Regions from separate parts of the Xenopus laevis genome. Here region 2 is linked to region 1. The links are chromatin contacts, called in public Hi-C maps. All regions are on one chromosome and are shown on one strand. The core of a region is the stretch at or near the end of the contact, and the rest is flanking DNA. Distances in the headings are between cores, read along the strand shown. Region 1 holds the start of map3k12.S (mitogen-activated protein kinase kinase kinase 12 S homeolog). Region 2 holds the start of LOC108709904 (anti-Muellerian hormone type-2 receptor-like).

Region 1 (4,684 bases), core at 1,508-4,007:
GATGCAGCTTGTCCTTAAAACTCACTCAGCTGTAGCCGCACATGCTCTTTCTTTCCTTACATAATCCTTTTATCTGTCAGAGATGTGCAGAAGTCCGATGATGTAGGCTACAAGACACTGCCTTTGCATAGCCTTATTTGTATCTAAACAAGAGCCCATTTGGATGTTTCTGGCTGCAGAGCTGTGATATCTACCATTACCAGGTATTGCCTATGGGTAACACTTAATAATAAATGAAACTGACCAGTCTGTGGCCTAACAAAGTGAGCTAAACTAAAAAAAATCTAGATACTACCATTTAGTTTACAATGAATATCTGACTGCTGTTTGCACATTACAAAATGAATTAGAAGGACCTTATGCATATTAATGTCTTTAAGCCTTGAAAAAAACATATTAAGGTAAAAGCTAGAGGTAGTTGACCCTGTGCAGTTTAGCACCTCAGGTAGCCAATATACCCCACATTGTGTTGGCACTTTCACCCAGAGTCTCAACCACATCTCTACATAGACACGTGGCTAATGGAATGGAAGTCATCAGGGTCATGTGAGTTTGGTTCTATTCCATTTGCACTGGTTGAAAGAACATAAAACCTTTATGATAATATGTTAGGACTCTTGTGTAGTGACCTATAGGTGAATGTGATGTCTGACAATGTGGGCACTGCTAGGCCACAATGGCATTGAGTCCTGATATATGATCCTGCAATCTTAAATGGGAAAACATGCATCAGTTAATAGTGCTGCTCCAGCAGACTTCTGCACTGATAATCGTTTTTCAAAAGAGTGGACAGATTTTTTCAACATTTAATTTTGAAATCTGACATGGGATTAGACATATTGTCCATTTCCCAGGTGCCCCCAGTCACGTGACTTGTGTGCTGATAAACTTCAGTCACTCTTTACTGCTGCACTGCAAGTTGGAGTGATATAAACCCCCTCCCTTCTCCCCCAGCAGCCCATCAGCAGAACAATGGGAAGGTAACCAGATAGCTCCCTGGTAGATATAAGAACAGCACTCAATAGTAAAAATCCATGTCCCACTGAGACACCTTCAGTTACATTGAGTAGGAGAAACAATAGCCTGTCTGATAGCAGTTCCATATATTGTAACCTCCACACACCTGTAGTTCACTCTCCCTGCTTATGGTGGTGCTGGACTTACATAGACCGGGCAAGGTCCGTTAGAAACAGTGAAAAGAAGTAACCGAATCCACACACATACAATTTTTTGAAAGCAGTTCCATCCTGAAGTGCTGGCTCTTTTTGAAAGCACATGGCCAGGAGAAATGAGCTAAGATGGCGCCTACACACCAATATTACAACTAAAAAAGATACACCTGATGTTTTAGGAATGAAATTTTATATTGTAGAGTGAATTATTTGCAGTGTAAACAGTGTAATTTAGAAATAAAAACGACACCATAAAAATCATGACAGAATCCCTTTAATCTCATTCTAGCAAGTCGAACAAAATAATATTAAATGATCACGAGGCCTATATGTTTCCTAACACACACACACCAGTGAAAATGCACTTGGATCAACTGTAGTGGAATTAGATGTAAATACTCAAAACACAGTGACATTCCCATATATTGGCTTTTGCTGAACTCACATTTGGGTGTCGTATACACAATCCAGTACATCGAGTTGGACCAAATGACTGACTGGACCATATGACTGACTGCCTTTCCTTGGGCTAATGACATTTTTCAGAGGAAAGCCATGTTGCTGGCATTATATACAGACCACGGGCTGCTCAATGAGCCAAGAGTGATGGTGTCTGCCTCCAAAATCTGTATATGGGAAACAGGCCCACACTGTCAATCTGTTAATAGTGGCAAATGCCAGATTCCATAGACACTCACTATTTATTAGGCCTCTGTGTTCTAGAAATGGCAAGTCATAATCTGAATCCCAGTGCAGAGCTGGAGAGAAAGAGCCCTTACATCAGAGCTACATGTCAGGGCCAGAACTAGTGGTGGGCAGCAGCGTCACCTGTATAAGACGCAAAGAAGATTTTTGGAAAGTGGAGTAGTGGGCACTTTCAGAAAATATTGCAGAATGCAAAGGGTCACTTTATTGTCTCAGCATTGAATCAGCCCCACAGCAAATTATTTCTCAGGCCCCCCAAAATGGCTGACGTTTTACCATTATTTATTGAAATTGCATATGAATTAATTAGGGCATAATGGGGCCCCTATTCGTCCTGCAGGGTCTGCTTTATCTGTAGTTACAGCCCTGGAGCAGGCCCAGACTGGCCATCTGTGAGTTCTGGCAAATGCCAGAGGGGCTGCCATAAGATGCCGTAGAAAGTCCCTATTTAGTGGTCTGATGGTGAGCTGATTGGGCCTCTGTGTACCTGAAATGCCTGGGCCTATTTTGACTCCAAGTCCAGACCTGCCCTGGAGTGACCCTTGCATTGGGTTCCAAAGTCCCAGCATCGCATCTATAAATCTGATGGGCTGCCACTTACATTTCAGCAATACACTGGTTCATTGGGATATAGGAATCCATTACTATCCTAGCAGAAGCTTAATTCGATCAATGACACGGGCATAGCGACATAGAGAGCGCTAATGTGGCGCTAACTGCACCGCAACGTCACCTTCATCTACAGCCGCTGTCCTTGGTCCTGAACAGGGTTAATGCTGCTGCTTTGGGCGTGACTAACCTCCGCTGGGATGCGTAGATGGGTGGGCGTGTCTATCTTACTGTCCCTCCCCCTTTAACACGCGAAACCCCCCCCACCCCTAAAGCATCAGTTCGGTGCACCGCTGGTCTCTGTGTCAGTCCTATCACAGGGGAGAACTGGGGGTCTGCAGTCTCATCCTCCCCATCCCCCTCACAGCTGTCTCTCCATCCCTCTCCCTGACACTACAATTAGCCAGATGGGGACCAGGCAGAAGCAGTGACAGAAGGCCCCAGGGACAGGCGTCTCCTACACTATTGTGCGACTGAGGCAGCGAGACACACGGACACCGACTGGCGACACATCCCGAGACGTCTCTGGAGCGCTGGCTTACAGGTGAGAGAGAGGAGGCTGCAGAGATTGCTCTATTGGTTCTCCATAGCTTTCAGTTTATTCTCCTTCCTTCTCATGTAGCACATCATGTACAGGGGGAATGGCTTGTGCTCTGTACTGTGTATTGTACTGTGTATTGTGTATATTGTACTGTGTATTGTGTGTAGATATAGATATATAACATCGTTGTGTGCTGCTGCTGATATGGGATGAAGCTGCATTATGTAGCCCTCTGTATGTGCTGCAGGCCTGCACCAGCCATGACTAGTATATAAATATATATATATATATATATATATATATATATATATATATGTGTGTGTGTGTTACCCTGGGCACTATTACAGCCCAGACCAACAGGCAGTGAGAGACTATAAATCACACATAAATGCAGAAAAATCAGGGAAAGGCCTGAGGTCTGTTACATTATCCCACTACCCCCCCCCCCCAGTGACCTATCCATTAGTGCAGGGGTGTCCAAACTTTTGGCTCGCCAGGCCACATTGGAAAATGATAAAATTGTCTGGGGCCACACATGAAATACACAAAAACACGTTTGATTTGTAAGAGTAAAGGAAATACACAGGAAAGAACTACAATACCAGTTGGATAACCAGATGGAGCTATACACTGGAATATGGGACACCTGGATATTAAATAGACTTATTATTACTGTATATTATTATTACTAACTGGGCAATGGGCAGAACCCCCCCTCCTCCTATTTCCTCTGGAACCAAGCGTTTCAAGATGGGCCGCATTCATATGCATCCTGGGCCGCATGTGGCCCTCGGGCCGCAGTTTGGACACCCCTGCACTAGTGCTACAGAGAGCTGCCAGCCATAGATAAGAAGCACTAGGCATGTACCATCATGGCAGGGGTACTGAGTCCAGTGCAGTAGAACTGGTGCCTGTGTAGGCAGGTGAGAGCATAGATGTAGGCAGGTTATAAATAGCAACGGAGATAAGGAAAAATGGTTGCACATAGAAGATGCGTAAACAAACAGCATACAGCGGAAAGGTTTCATAGAACTTGAGAATATGCCCTGGGAAATATGCAGAGCTTTCTCTTGTTTATTTTAATCCAAATGCACGGAAACCGATATTAATTATTTTAAAAGCGCCTGGAGATTCTTTTCTTCCGAATGTTGGATTGTTGCTTTATAATAAATGTGCTCAGCTCTGGAATCATTTGCTTGTGGTGCTGCTGGAGCAATCCCATGACTGGCCATGAAGGGGCAGTAGAAACCTATCCAAAGAGTAGGGGGGGTGCGATGAATGAAAAAGGTTACACGGATTGTTCATGGGTTTTTGTATGTCTCTGCTTATATCCACTGCCTGGACTAAATGTATGTGTGTGGGGAGGGGGTATATTGTATAGAAATACACTGGTAACTATCTGTACTTTACTTGTTTGCTTATAAATGCTATTTTGTTTGTTTACACATGGCTTGTATGTCTCTGGATACACTATGGATTTCTGCATGTCGGTATGATTCTGTACATATAAAATACCATTGCCTGATATATTTGTGTGTATTGTTAATTTAGGAATATCTAGGCTGCAACCCTCCAGCTGTTTGCCTCTAACTGTCATGGGGATGCTGGGAGTTGTAATTTATACTGAAGAAGAACTGGTCATACAATTAATATAAAC
Region 2 (4,684 bases), core at 990-3,489, 130 kb after region 1:
ACAGATTTATTATGTGGAGTAAAAAAAGAATTTGCCACACATCACCAGGAAGCACCATGTAAAAAACAGCATCATTCAACACAATTGACCCCCAATTATTGCTCTGTGAGGCAAGAAGTTTGTTGTTCTTTTTATTATTTTTCTAGATTATTATTTCATATGTATTATTATTTTTCTAGATTATTATTTCATATGTATTATTATTTTTCCATTCAGACCCTCTCCTCTTCATTTTACATTATCACTAACTAGTTGCTAGGGTAAACTGGACCCAAGCAACTAAATAGCCGATGAAATGCCACAATGGAAAGCTGCCGAACAGAAGAAAACAAAATCATTAAATAAATAATAATTAAAAAAATAATAATATAAAAGCAATTGCAAATTGATTAGCTGCTGGTAAACATGATTTTAGCGTGTTATGTGAAAGCAATAGGGACCTAAGATTGTAAGCTCCACAGGGACAAGGAATGATGTATAATCTCTGTAATGCACTGCATATTATAAATAATGCATAACAATAGCATTTATTTTTGCATGGTGAGGTAGCTATTTTTGTTCTATATCGTTACTTCCTTATCAGTGTATTGTACATAAGTGGGCTAAAGCCTAGCAGGAACTGGAGCATAATGCAGTGCCCTCCTCCCTAATGTTCAAATGTCTAATAAATTGTGACACCCTTAAGTTATTATATATGTTAGTGTCTCTTTAAGCTAACAATCACACAAAGCATATTATTCATGTCTCCAGAAATGTGAATGTCAAAATGAAACCAGCATTCCCCTTGCCCACGCTTCTTCAGCACCCACAGCCCTACCAAGGCCTCCCCTTGAGAACAGCACTAGCCACCACCCCAAGGACCTATATATATATATATTTATACTCACGGGAGATCATGGGTTTTTGGGGATGGGTAATGTTTGCATTGCACATGTCTGATGAACAGAAGCAGTGATACTGGGACTGGATTCTCACGGGATTGCAGAGTGCTGACCTGCACACGGCATTTTTTGGATAGCAGCCTTTATAAACACACAAAGACATGAAATATAAGCAGAAGCATCGTAAGATTCCCTAAAATGTTGTTTCAGGTTACACATTAGGCAGGGAGGTCAGGCTTGCGCCTCTTTCCTTGTAATGAACAAGACCAACATCCTTCATCATCCATGGGCAGGATGGAGAGGCTAGGAGATGGCAATAAAATAAAAATGATAGCTGTTCACTATTTTTGCAGAGCCATGCATTAAACTAGAGGAACACTATAAACACAGCTACATTCAGAACATACATTTCATATCAGTTTTAGAAAGCAACTGAAAATTATTTTTTTTTTTGTGGGCACTCTCATGTCCAGGAAATGGTTTGTGTAGACTTTATTTCTTGGCAAAATGAAACACATTCAACTTTCATTTTTTTTAAAGACTTCACTTTTTATGATAACTTGGCCACCGGGTACACTTTTTTCCTGGAATCTTTGCAGAATATGGGCCAAGGCAATACCCACACTTAACAACAAAAGAAGGCCCTCTGTGCTCCTATATATTTCAGTGCAATTCAAATAAGACATATATTCAGAGATCACTACTAAACAAGTCTTACCTAATATGACTGGCTGAAGTTCCCCACTGAACAGACTCCATAGACCCACACAACAATTGCTCTCCTTGCAGTATATCTTTCCGGGTCCTTGTAGCTCCCCAAAGTTGGAGACAGGGAAGCTGACACTGGAAGAGGAGTTCTCATATAACGCACAGGTGATGCCTTCAAGGTGGACAACTGGAGGGTGTGGAGGAGAATCAGGTAATGCAAATTCACAGGTTATACCTTATTGCACTGCTAGGATGAACCTCACCTGGTAGAGTTAATGCAGAGCTAAGCAGAAGAAAGTTCAATAATAATTTGCCATGAGACATTCCTATTAGATGTTGATATAACCGTTTCCTTCGCCTAATATTTCTAAGAGTTTGCCGTTAGATCAAACTCATCCTCATCATGAGAACAGTCTGTCTTTATCACTTTGCCTACTGCTGGGCTATCTACAGTTCCGGGCACACAGCAGGTGGAGGAGTTGCACATGGGAGGAGGAAAGTCAAGGATTTTAGCTGTGGGGCGTATCTTAGGCCTTTGTACATGTTGGGGGGAGTGCTGCTTTGGGAGCACACTGAGGCAAGCTTGAACCCTAATATTTAAGAACACAGAATTAGGTTCATATAAGCGAATGTATATGCTGCTGGGCATTTTTGCTCTGTTCTTTCAGGCCAGCTCTTCCCACTAGCATGCTACATTCATTCCTATTCCTATTGCTTTGCACTGTGTCGCATATACTATAACAGGGATTTTGCCTACAAGTACCGAGAGCTGGAATTTTTCTGGCCTAAGTGGTGGAGGGACAATAATGGAAGTGTTGACTTTTGCCAGTTTTTAAACAATAGCCACTTTAAACCACACCCATGTTATCCCAAGATCTATTAAGACCATATTAACATTAATGGTGGTAACACACCAAACAACCAAATGGTTGGTGCGCACTGCAGGGATATCACTTATCACTCATATTTGAAAAAGTTGTCATATTAAGACACACCCTTAAAGCCATATGCCTCCTCCCCTGTGTATAGCACAGAAATCACCAGCACAGAATTAAAAGGATACTGTCATGGGAAAAACATGTTTTTTTCCAAAATGCATCAGTTAATAGTGCTGCTCCAGCAGAATTCTGCACTGAATCATTTTCTCAAAAGAGCAAACAGATTTTTTTATATTTCATTTTGAAATCTGACATGGGGCTAGACATATTGTCAGTTTCCCAGCTGCCTCCAGTCATGTAACTTGTGCTCTGATAAACTTCAGTCACTCTTTACTGCTGTACTGCAAGTTGGAGTGATATCACCCCCCTCCCTTCCACCCAGCAGCCTAACAACAGAACAATGGGAAGGTAACCAGATAGCAGCTCCCCAACACAAGATAACAGCTGCCTGGTAGATCTAAGAACAACACTCTATAGTAAAATTCAGGTTCCACTGCGACACATTCAGTTACATTGAGTAGGAGAAACAACAGCCTGCCAGAAAGCAGTTCCACAGGGCAGCACTGGCTCTTTCTGCACATGCCCAGGCAAAATGACCGGAGATGGCTGCCTACACACCTATATTACACTTTTAAAAAAATACACTTGCTGGTTCAGGAATGAAATTTTATATTGTAGAGTGAATTATTTGCAATGTAAACAGTGTAATTTAGAAATAAAAACAACATCTTAAAAATCATGGCAGAATCCCAATCATGACAGAATCTGCATCCGACAGTCGCGTCAAATCAATGCTGCGACTTCATCTGACATTTCTATCTCTTACCTCATTTCGCACGCTATTTGTCGCATGCATTTTGTCACAGTGCGTCGGGTTGGGCCAAAAATGTCCATGTAGTCCTACCCAAACGCATGAACTAAAGACTCCAGCGTAGTTGCGGTCCCCATAATTTCCCTGCAGTCAGTTGCGCATTACACCAATGTCATTAAAGGTACTTGTGCACGATTTGTGATGAAGTGCATGCAAAATCGGACACAATTACAGTAGGTGATGTCATCCCTTGAGGACGTAATGATGCTCAAATTTTGGGAAAAACTGCCACAGTGCCCATTGCACTTGTAGACATACGTATGCCCTTAATGGCTCTTACAGGCAGGCTTTTTTTGTGTGTTTACAGACTTGCACTGAATGCATAAAAATGCATTTATTGTGTTTACATATATTTGCACATGTGTTTTTGTCATTTCCAAATACAACCCTATAATTTAATGTCACATGAATGTGGGTCAAGTTCAAGAAAATGCAGCAAATTACATCTACAAAAATGTGAAAAAACCTAATGAGATAAAAAGCAGAGTACTAGAATCAGGCAGAAAATAACAGTTAATCAGTTAGGAGATGCGCGTAGGTGCACTTAAACCTGCATCTCAAATGCGTGTGAAACACATTAAAAAAAAAGTGTGCACAAACCTTAAGAATACACATTCACGTTGTGAAATGTACTGTTTCCTAAATGAGAGAGCATGGTGCCAGTTTAGGATCCCAGACTTAAATGACAAGCAATATAGAACTTTTCAATTGGTCTTCATATTTTAAAATAATTTTTGATTTATTCTGCCTCTTTCCAATTTTAAAGTCACTGATTCTGGCAGTCTATAAACTGTGAGGCTGTTTTTAGTTATTGATACTTTGCATTCCATTTAGGGCCTCTGCTATCCTGCTTCTAGTCGCTCATTTAAACTTTTGTACTACTGCTGGGTTGCTAGGGTAAACTGGACCCCTAGCAACATAGAGCAAAAACCTAAATAATTAAAAACACAAGCAGAACCACAAAATGAAGACTGAAGGTTGTCTCAGAATATGAAAGTTTGTGTTATACTAAAACAATTTATACCTCCTACAAGGTTGGTGGGGGGCACCTTGCAAGATTGGAATAAAGTCTGCTGCATATAATCTATTATTTGTGCTTTTACAGACATTCATTGTTAAGGGGCCCCCTAGAATCATTGAGGCTATTTAATATTTGTCTCCAATTATAGTATGAACAGACCACTTTTCACACATTGGATGTGGGGTATATAAATGGCTGCCACAGAAATTGGTGAAACCATCAGTTGGAGGGGGTTTGTGTGCAACAAATTTGGACCATGTCCCAC

What was found. A called contact is a pair of places that touch in the nucleus more often than the background predicts.
Region 2: a Hi-C map of the XTC cell line shows a contact between it and region 1, with 3 times the contacts expected there. The contact joins the promoter of LOC108709904 here to the promoter of map3k12.S in region 1. A contact is called at or near these places in 2 of 4 Hi-C or Micro-C datasets (the XL177 cell line and the XTC cell line).

Annotation. Positions count from the first base shown.
Region 1 is chr2S:138,415,561-138,420,244 of Xenopus_laevis_v10.1, forward strand. map3k12.S (mitogen-activated protein kinase kinase kinase 12 S homeolog) reads left to right here and starts at 2,758. Exons shown (of 14, transcript NM_001100941.1): 1 at 2,758-3,030.
Region 2 is chr2S:138,544,295-138,548,978 of Xenopus_laevis_v10.1, forward strand. It overlaps LOC108709904 (anti-Muellerian hormone type-2 receptor-like), which reads right to left and starts at 2,240. Exons shown (of 11, transcript XM_018250154.2): 1 at 1,853-2,240; 2 at 1,600-1,776; 3 at 888-1,022. The coding sequence starts at 1,913.